2 separate regions of the Sus scrofa genome follow, and region 2 is linked to region 1. Evidence: chromatin contacts called from public HiChIP or PLAC-seq data. All regions are on one chromosome and are shown on one strand. The core of a region is the stretch at or near the end of the contact, and the rest is flanking DNA. Distances in the headings are between cores, read along the strand shown.

The links. HiChIP or PLAC-seq counts read pairs in DNA pulled down with a chosen protein or histone mark.
Region 2: a contact with region 1 is called in an H3K27ac HiChIP or PLAC-seq map of alveolar macrophages. The contact joins the promoter of ISCU here to the promoter of SSH1 in region 1. A contact is called at or near these places in 2 of 5 promoter capture datasets (fetal liver and liver), 15 of 47 Hi-C or Micro-C datasets (alveolar macrophages, blood, brain and 11 more) and 2 of 2 datasets of contacts at active chromatin or transcription factors (alveolar macrophages and skeletal muscle).

The regions. Positions count from the first base shown.
Region 1 is chr14:41,961,483-41,965,786 of Sscrofa11.1, forward strand. It overlaps SSH1 (protein phosphatase Slingshot homolog 1), which reads left to right and starts at 2,464. Exons shown (of 16, transcript XM_001929329.5): 1 at 2,464-2,649. The coding sequence starts at 2,581.
Region 2 is chr14:42,220,268-42,224,571 of Sscrofa11.1, forward strand. It overlaps ISCU (iron-sulfur cluster assembly enzyme ISCU, mitochondrial), which reads right to left and starts at 2,303. Exons shown (of 6, transcript XM_003359136.3): 1 at 2,249-2,303; 2 at 2,176-2,246; 3 at 404-517. The coding sequence starts at 2,288. It overlaps SART3 (squamous cell carcinoma antigen recognized by T-cells 3), which reads left to right and starts at 3,485. Exons shown (of 19, transcript XM_005670755.3): 1 at 3,485-4,029. The coding sequence starts at 3,715. LOC106507249 (a long non-coding RNA gene) reads left to right here. Exons shown (of 2, transcript XR_002338860.1): 2 at 287-1,016.

The DNA.
Region 1 (4,304 bases), core at 1,214-3,713:
TTGGCCATGCCTGTGGCATGTGGAAGTTCCCAAGTCGGGGTCTGAACCCAAGCTGCAGCAGTGACAATGTCAGATCCTCAACCTCCTAAGACACGAGGGAACTCTGTAGTGTGTCCGTTTCTTTTCTTTCTTTCTTTAAATATTTTATTTCTTTGTCTTTTTAGGGTTCTACACGAAGCATATGGAAGTTCCCAGCATATGGAAGCATGTGGAAGTCGAATCAGAGCTGCAGCTGCTGGTCTACGCCACAGCCACAGCATCGCAGGATCTGAGCAGCGTCTTCAACCTACACCACAGTTCACTGGCAACGCTGGATCCTTAACCCACTGAGTGAGGCCAGGGATCGAACCCATGTCCTCATGGATATTAGTTGGGTTCATTACCGCTAAGCCACAACAGGAATTTCAGTGTATCTGTTTTTAATGAATATTCAGAGTTGAGAAGTAAAATATTCACTGGTGAGCTGAATTTACCCAAACTTTGTATTATATTTGACATTTTAAAATAAGTGCTAAATAAATATGACGATCGGTCTACCAAGAGCACAGTTACAGATGCTGGCATGATGGGTGGACTACTCCAATAATCCAAGGGCTCTTTCCTTTTATAAACTCTCCCAAATGGTGAACACCACCTGACAAAGCTCTTAAACAAAAGTACATTCTTCCCTCTCTTTAAACATACTTGCATTTCTGAAAATGCAGTGAAAAATACTTTGTGTTACATGTAAAATGGAGTTAGATTCTGGCTTTAGATAATCATGAACGGTTTTTTTCACCTACAGAGGAATCTTGTGGGAATGGAGCAATTCTTCTGCGGATGAGGGTGGGGGCACCGTCCAGTGTGTTGCAGGACTTTTAGCATTTTTAGCATTCCTGGCTGCTGCCCTTAAACACCAGAACTGCCAATAGCTCTTTCTCCCCTATCTGCAAGACATTCAAAAATATTCACACAAATGGGGCTTCCCATCATGGCTCAGCAGTAACAAACCCAACTAGTATTCATGAGGACTCAGGTTCCATCCCTGGCCTCACCCAGCGGGTTAAGGATCTGGCTGTGGTATAGGCCAGCAGCTGCAGCTCCAATTCAACCCCTAGCCTGGGAACTTCCACATGCTGTGGCCCTAAAAAAACAAAAACAAAACAAACAAAAATCCCATAGATTAAAAAACAATAACAATCCCACAACACTCCATAGAGGCTATAGTCACCCCTGTTGAGAACCATCTTTGAGATAAATGATGCTGAGGGAATATGCAGGAGGAATATGCCCCTGGATCTGAGGGAAGCAAGAGGAGGGATCTAGGAGGCTGCTTAGGTTGCTGGGCGGGCAGTGAGATGGTCCGTGGAGCCCTTTGTTAAAATGGGGAGCAGGTCTGGACCAGCAAATCTGCGGATGCTTGCGCAATGTGCGTGCAGTGACGGGGCGGGGCGGGGGGGGGGGGGGAGTCAAGCCAGTGTCACCTTCTTAGTATCTTACTCCATGTGCTTCTCTCCATCCCCATTCTGGTCACCTCCTCCCAAGAGGACAGCAGTGGCCCACCAGGTCTCCATTTCTCTGCCCCAGTCCATTTTTCAAGAGCTGCCAGAGCTTCCTAGACTGCACCCCGGTTCGCATCACTCCCCGCCCCACCCCAGGCTCGCATCACTCCCCGCCCCACCCCAGGCTCCAGCCTCTGATGGACAATCTCCTTTTAGTTTCTGGGCCGTTGTGCCCACGCCTTCCCACCACCCCCACCACCCCGCCCCCAGCAGTCTCCTTTCCCTTCACCCGTTAATCCTGCTCATCCTTCAGGCTTCAGAGCAAATGCCCCTTTTGCAGAGAAGCTTTTCCTTGACTTCCTAAGGAGCTAGCTGGGTTTCTGGACACAAAAGGAATTCATAAAAAAGACTGGCATAATTATTTTTAAAACATCTCGTAATTTGATTCGCTTCTTTCAAATCCCTGAGGGCAAGCCTAATCTACGTTGCTCACGGTTGAATACTGTATGGCAGCATTTAGTAGGCGCTCAATAAATATTTCATAAATAAATGAACGAATGAATTTCTGCAGACTGCTTCTCGGAGTTCAAGAAGCGGAGACCAGGAGGTTCTAATTTTCTCGTAGTTGAGCCTTTCCGCCCTAGGTATTACCCGCTGCTCAGCCCGCGAGCCTCGGTTTAGCAGGCAGGCGCAAGGGGTGGGCCTCTGGGGACCGAACTTGCTCGCCTACGCGCGCGCCCCCGACCCCCAGGCTGGAGGGCCGGGCGCGCGGAACACTGGGCGCGCGCGTCGGGCACGCGGGGGACGTGACTGGCTGGCCGAGCCTCCAGCCGCCACTAGAGTTCCGGCGCCGCGCACGCGCGACCCGCCCCGGTCGCTCCCCCCCGCCCCCCTCCTCGCTCAGGCCCGGCGCGCGCCGGCGCGGGAGGCGGGGGTGGGGGGGCGGGGACAGCGGCGGACGCCGAGGGGGAGGGGCGGGCCCGGCCCGGCTCGGCCCGGCCGCCCGCGCACGGCTCCTGGAGAGCCCCGGGCCCGGCCCGGGCGGCGGCGGCGGCTGTAGCCCGAGGCCTCGGCGGTGCCCTAACGCCGCGCCGCAGCCATGGCCCTGGTGACCCTGCAGCGTTCGCCCACGCCCAGCGCCGCCTCCTCCTCCGCCAGCAACAGCGAGGTGAGCCCCGGGCCCGCGGCCCCGGCCCGGCCGAGCAGCCGCTGCGCCAGGCCTGGGACGCGAGTGCGGGGCGCCAGGGAGTGCTCCGGGGGCAGCTTCGAGGGGTCCTTAGCCTGCGAGGACCCCGTTGGACTACCCCGCCCGGGCAGCCGAGCTGGGGTGACTGCTGGAAGCAGTGTGCGGGTGTGAGCGGGCGTGATCCAGTTGAGAGTGACTTGTGCTGAATGTGTGTGAGAGACCCCCTTGTGGGCGTGACTGTGCGTACGGATGTGACCATGTTGGGGGTGACTGCATGAGACTGTGTGAGAACCCCCCCCCCCCCGCAATCTGGAAGCAAGTGTGAGTGTGACTCCCACCTAGGGGTGACTGAGTGTGAGCTCCGACTGGGGGTGACTGTGCATGAGACTGTGAGTATGACCCCCATCCGGGGGTGACTGTGTGTGTGAGAGACAGTGACCCCTGTCTGGAGGTGACTGTGGGGGATACTGCATCTGGGACTAGGATTCCTGACCAGTGACTGTGTGAAATGATGTGGTTCTGTGATTCCAGACCTTGAGGCTGGTCTAAGCCCTTTCCCTGTGTGCCCAGCTGTGTGTATGCCAGCCTGTGTGTGCCTTTCCCTGAGTGACTCTGGCCTGTCTACTGGGACCTGTGCCTGTTCAATGCGGCAGGAGAGGAGGCCCAGGTGCTCCTGTGAAAGTGAGATTGTTCCCCGACTGCACACCCTTTGGAGTTCTGGCTCTTGGTGTGAGTGGCTGTGCCTCTTCGGGGGCCGGTGTCACGGTGTGACAGTGGCTGAGTGAGCTCAGGGTGCTGTGTGACTGTGTATCTTAAGTTTTTGTGTGCAGCTGAGTTTGAGTTTATCATTTGGGGCTGCATGTTTGTGTGCATCAGGCCGAGTGGCTGAGGCCAATTCCGGGGTTTCTGGGATGGCATGGGTGCTTTCTGGGGCTGAAAGGACACCTCTGCACTGTGCGGATTTCTGTGGGTCTGCTGGTGACCTGGCCTGTGTGAGGCTGGCTCCTTGCTCTGGGGTGGACTGGGGGATTGGTTCTCTGAGTACACAGTTGGGCTGGACTGCCCTAGGCTGGGCCTCAGGCCTCCAAGCAGGGGAACCAGTTAGGGCCTCTGGTCTAAACTCACATCCGTGGCAAGGCAGAGCCATGACCTGCAAGCACAGCTGCTGGAGGAGGAGATGGGGAACTGTTTAGAGAAGGGAGGGAGGGGAGGCTGGGGGAGGGGCCCTGCAGGCCCAGGAAGTGGCCCGCCTGCATCTGGGCCCCTTCTCCCTGCGGGAAGTTGCCTGATAACACAGAAAAGTTTGTATGTGTCTGTGAATGCTGAGGACCTGTCTGGGGTTTAACAGCCCTGTCTGTCCTGCCAGTACTGGTGGGGCAGCTCCTTGGCCTGTTTTGCTGGGACTGGCTGGAACATACTGAGTGGCTGCAGGGTTGAACCTCACAGCCCCCTCCTCTGGAGGAGAGGCCATTATGTGTTATCTTGTCTGAGGACAGAAAATTCTAACAGTCCCTCCTCTGCACGGTGGCCAGCAGCCTGCATTTGAAAAGTCAGGCTGCAGTTGCTTCTCACCTCCCCCCCAGACATCTGTTCCCTGCTACTGCCGCCTTGCAGTTTACAAAGTGCTTCACTGCACT
Region 2 (4,304 bases), core at 1,053-3,552, 260 kb after region 1:
CCCCAAAGGGCAGGCCCTACCTGCGTGTTGTCACCAATGCGGGGGACATTTGATTTACTGCATTTCCTGTTTCTTTGGGGATTGCTTACCACACGGCCGTGCTTTTCCTTTGATCGGGAAAACTCACAAAAGCTTTTACTTAGCTACAGTTGGAATTTAGCTGATACTGGGAGTTCAAAAGTGAGACCAGTTTACTATGTCAGCAAGGGTCAGCGTAGTGTACCAGTAAGACTGGGATTCAGCCCCCGCTCAAATCATTCATATGTTGACTCCTCTCATCTCGCAGGAATCAAGATGGGGACCGAATGCAACGCTGCACGTGCAAACGCTCTGTCAACTAGGGAATACTGTACAAGTGATTGGATCACTGTTAACCACCAGTAAAGATGGAAACCAAGGGTACCTGTAATTTCATTACATCGCCACAGGCCGGAGCGCCCACCAATCCGGTTCCAACATTTTTAGCTGTCTTGTCAAGGGACCCCACGTTTCGGGGATTTTCATAATGATCAACAACCTGAAACGAGAGGGTGAAGAGAAATCACAATTACTCTTTTTTGGTATTGATCTCCCCGACTTTGATGGCACGTTTGAAGTCAGCAAACCGAACCCAGCAGGTGTCACGAAATACCAAGTTTTACCTGGGCGGGAAGGCTTATGCTCAGGTCAATGAGAACCACTGGCCACCCAAAGTCTTTGTGTGTCGCCTCTCCAATTACCTTCAGAGATTCATAATAAGGCAGAAAAATCTGCAAGATCTGGCTTTGTTCTGCAGGGTTTTGAACCACAAATAATTGACCTTTAACCACCTGAGGCATCAGAGTTGGGCTCAAACACCATTTTTTATCTCCATAAGATACATCTCAAAGGATCTATCAAAGCATAATACTTACCATTCAAAAATTGTAAAAGTAAGTATGGTCCAGAAATAAGTGTTTCCCAGAAGCTTCAAGGAGACTATTACAGGAGGGACAAGACTAGGAATGCGTCCACTTGTGGGCGATAATAAATAAAAACAGTCCTTTCACTGTATTTCAGGGCCCTGAACCCTCTGGTGCACAGTGCGCCCTGGTGGCTGCAAGGCTGAGAGCACCAATTCGTTCTGCGTGGACTGTCAACAACACACCCTCCTGAGCTGGGGAAGACAAGAACATGGGCAAATGCGTTGCAGCCAGAAGAGAAAAACAAAAAACAAACCCAAAACAAAGCAAAAAAGCTCAAACTGGCACATGGAAGGTTTTAAAAACTTTGAGGTCTGTTTACTAGTTAGCCGTAAGTATCCCAATCTTCCAGTCCCCTCCGCCCACTTATCTGTCCACGGATTTTGAGTCCAAGCCCTAGGACCTACAAGACAAAGTCCAGTCTAGACTTTCTGCCCCGTGTTGATCTGCTGCATTCTGTAGTTAACCGGTTCTAGAGTGAAAGAGTTTTACGTTTACGGACCTCACGCCCCTGGAATGTAAAGTCTTCAAACTACGCACCTATCTCTACTCACAGCTCCCCACCACCCCAAACAAAACTAAACAAAAATGAAAGCATTATGACTTGGTTACATGTCCATCCCCATTCGGAGGCTCTGAGCTCCTACAACAATAATAGCAGCAGCACCCTAAGTGGCCTCCCTGTGCCAGGCACCAAGCAGAGGAGGACCCCGCAGGCACGGTCTCGTGTAGGGGGACTGCTAAGAGCCCCCCCATATGATAAGTGGTAAAACAGGTTCAGCTCAGAGCAGTAACTTGCCCAAGGTCACCTGGCTAGAGCAGTGGCCTTAGGTGAGGCCGGAGCCCGCGCCATTCTGTGTGTGTCTGTCCCTGGAGTTCGGCTGTCAGGTCACAGCAGAACCCTGCTTGCTGGGCGGTTGGGAATTTTAAAGGCTTGGGTGCAAGAGATTAAAGACAGCGGCCGGGCCCACGGGCAGTCGCCGCTGGACGAGCCGAAACTGTCATTCTTATTTCAGGCGCCGTTAGTGCACTTGCGCATCGAGAGAAAGTTGGTCGAGGCGGACTCGTGCGAGGGGCGCCCCGTTTCCTGGGCCGCAGTGGCGTTCCCCGGGCCGCGCAAAGCCGGCCGGCCAGTCGTCCCTAGGCCAGGCCTTTGGTAGTACGCCTAAGTCCTCTCGGCGGTCCTAGTTCCCCGGCTGGTGCAGGCCCCGCGCACGCCCTCGCCCGCCCCTACCTTCTTGTGATAGAGCCGAGCCGGAGCTGACAGCTCCCGAGCAGGCAGGCGCGGGACCGGGAGCAGCAGGACGAAGCCGCCCGCCTTAGACGGCCGGCGCCAGCCGCCGCCATCTTGCGGACTTGCGCCTGCGCAGGCCGAACGCGAGACCGAGGGGAGGGGCTCGTGCACGAGTTGGCACCCGGCTTGGAGCGCGCCCCTCTAAAGTCCCGGCGACTTTGCGCCTGCGCCCTCCCGCTCGGTGCTTGAGTCCGCGCCTTGGCCCCGCCTTGACCACGCCCCTCCGAGTCCGGCGAGGCGTGGAGCCCAAAGGTCTGAATTCGCAGGACGGTTTTTCCTCCGTGCTGGGTTATGGGTCTGAGGGGCTTCAGGCTGGAGTTCCGGACGCAAATTTATGTTCACAAAGTCCACTGCCGGAATGCGGCACAGAGGATCAACCATTCCACCTTTCTTAGCCCTGTTTTGCTGCTTAGAATGTTGAGGGTCAGAGAGGTTTAGGAACTTGTCTGAGGTTGCCCTGAGAGTTAGACTCAGTTGGGATGCAAACTTGGACAATCCTCAACTAGAATCCCAGCTCTGCTCCTTACTGGCTGTGTGATCCTAGACGAATGACATCGTCCTTCTAAACCTTGATCTCTTGTGTACTAATTCAAGGACAACTATTTCACCCGTTGAGCAAGTATGTTTTGAATGTCCACTTTGTGTCGGGGTGTTTTGGGGATCCCAAACAAAAACAGACATAATTTCTGACATAATTAAGCTTGCTAACGAGAGAGAAAGGCAATAGACACAGCAAGACTTTCCTACCTCAAAAAATAGGAAGCTTAATTAAACGAATACTTTGTCCAAACTTAATAAAAATTTACGTTTATGTCTATTCCTTTATTAAAAAGCAAACACAATTTATATGACAAGGCCTGGCAATGAAGAGATTCTAAATAGATGCTTAATAATATGATTTATTAATGTTGGGTTACAGAACAGGAGCTTATAAAATGAAAACTCACGTGTGTGTCTAACTACTAGGCACCAGGCATTACATAAAGGGGAAATGAGTTTTTCTCATGAGTCGTGCAATTGATCCTTCCCTGAGGACTTGGACTTTTCTCTGCATGTGAGGCTCGGTTGCTGGGGAGACTGAACTACGCGCCAAGTCAGACCAGGCAGTAAGAGCCGTTTATGCCAAGAATCATTTTGACCTTCTCAAGATGGCGCCAAACACTGAACGTCGATCATCACGCTCTGTCCATGACTTCCTCTATGGCGTCCACTTCCTGTCTAAGGACCTAATTTCTGTCCCGAGTTGTGGCGGAACACATGCCCTGTTAGCGAGTTTTTTACCCTTAAGGAGAATTACTAAAAGCATATAAAGTGACATAGATTTGTTGTATTTCTAGATTTTTCCCTCATCTGAGGCTCACAGTTTCTCTTTAGGTGGCAAGAGAGGGGGATTTTGATCAGGCGCGCTCCGCGGGCAGCTCCTATTTCAGAGGGTCTTTGGCGGCTGAGTGAGGACCCAGGAGGCACTGGAAGCGCAAGATGGCGACGGCGGCCGCAGCATCGGCTTCGGAAGCGGAGGCAGAGCCAAAGGCCGGGCCCAAGGCCGAGGGAGAAGAAGATGAGGCTAAGGCGGCCAGGACGAGGAGGAAGGTGTTATCGCGGGCTGTGGCTGCTGCGACGTACAAGACCATCGGGCCAGAGTGGGACCAGCAGGAGGAAGGCGTGAGTGAGAGCGATGGAGATGAGGAGTACGCCATGGCTTCCTCAGCCGAGAGCTCCCCCGGGGAGTACGAGTGGGAGTACGACGAAGAGGAGGAGAAGAACCAGCTGGAGATCGAGCGACTGGAGGAGCAGGTGGGCCGCGGGGTGGGCGGCGGGCTTCTTTCCTTGGGTCCCTAGGCCCCGGCCCGCCTCCCCGGTCTTCGGCGGGAATAAAGCCGCCAAGGCCGCCAAACCAGACCTTCAAGCGCTTACCGCTCGATCGGAGCTTTGCAACCGTTATCCCGTTGAACCCTCACACGACCCGGTGAAGGAAGTAGCGTATTTCCCGTTTTACGGGAGGAAACTGAGGCTCCTGGTGGAGGGAATTCTCTTGCTCAAGAATACACTTCCTGCAGGTGGCGGGTCAG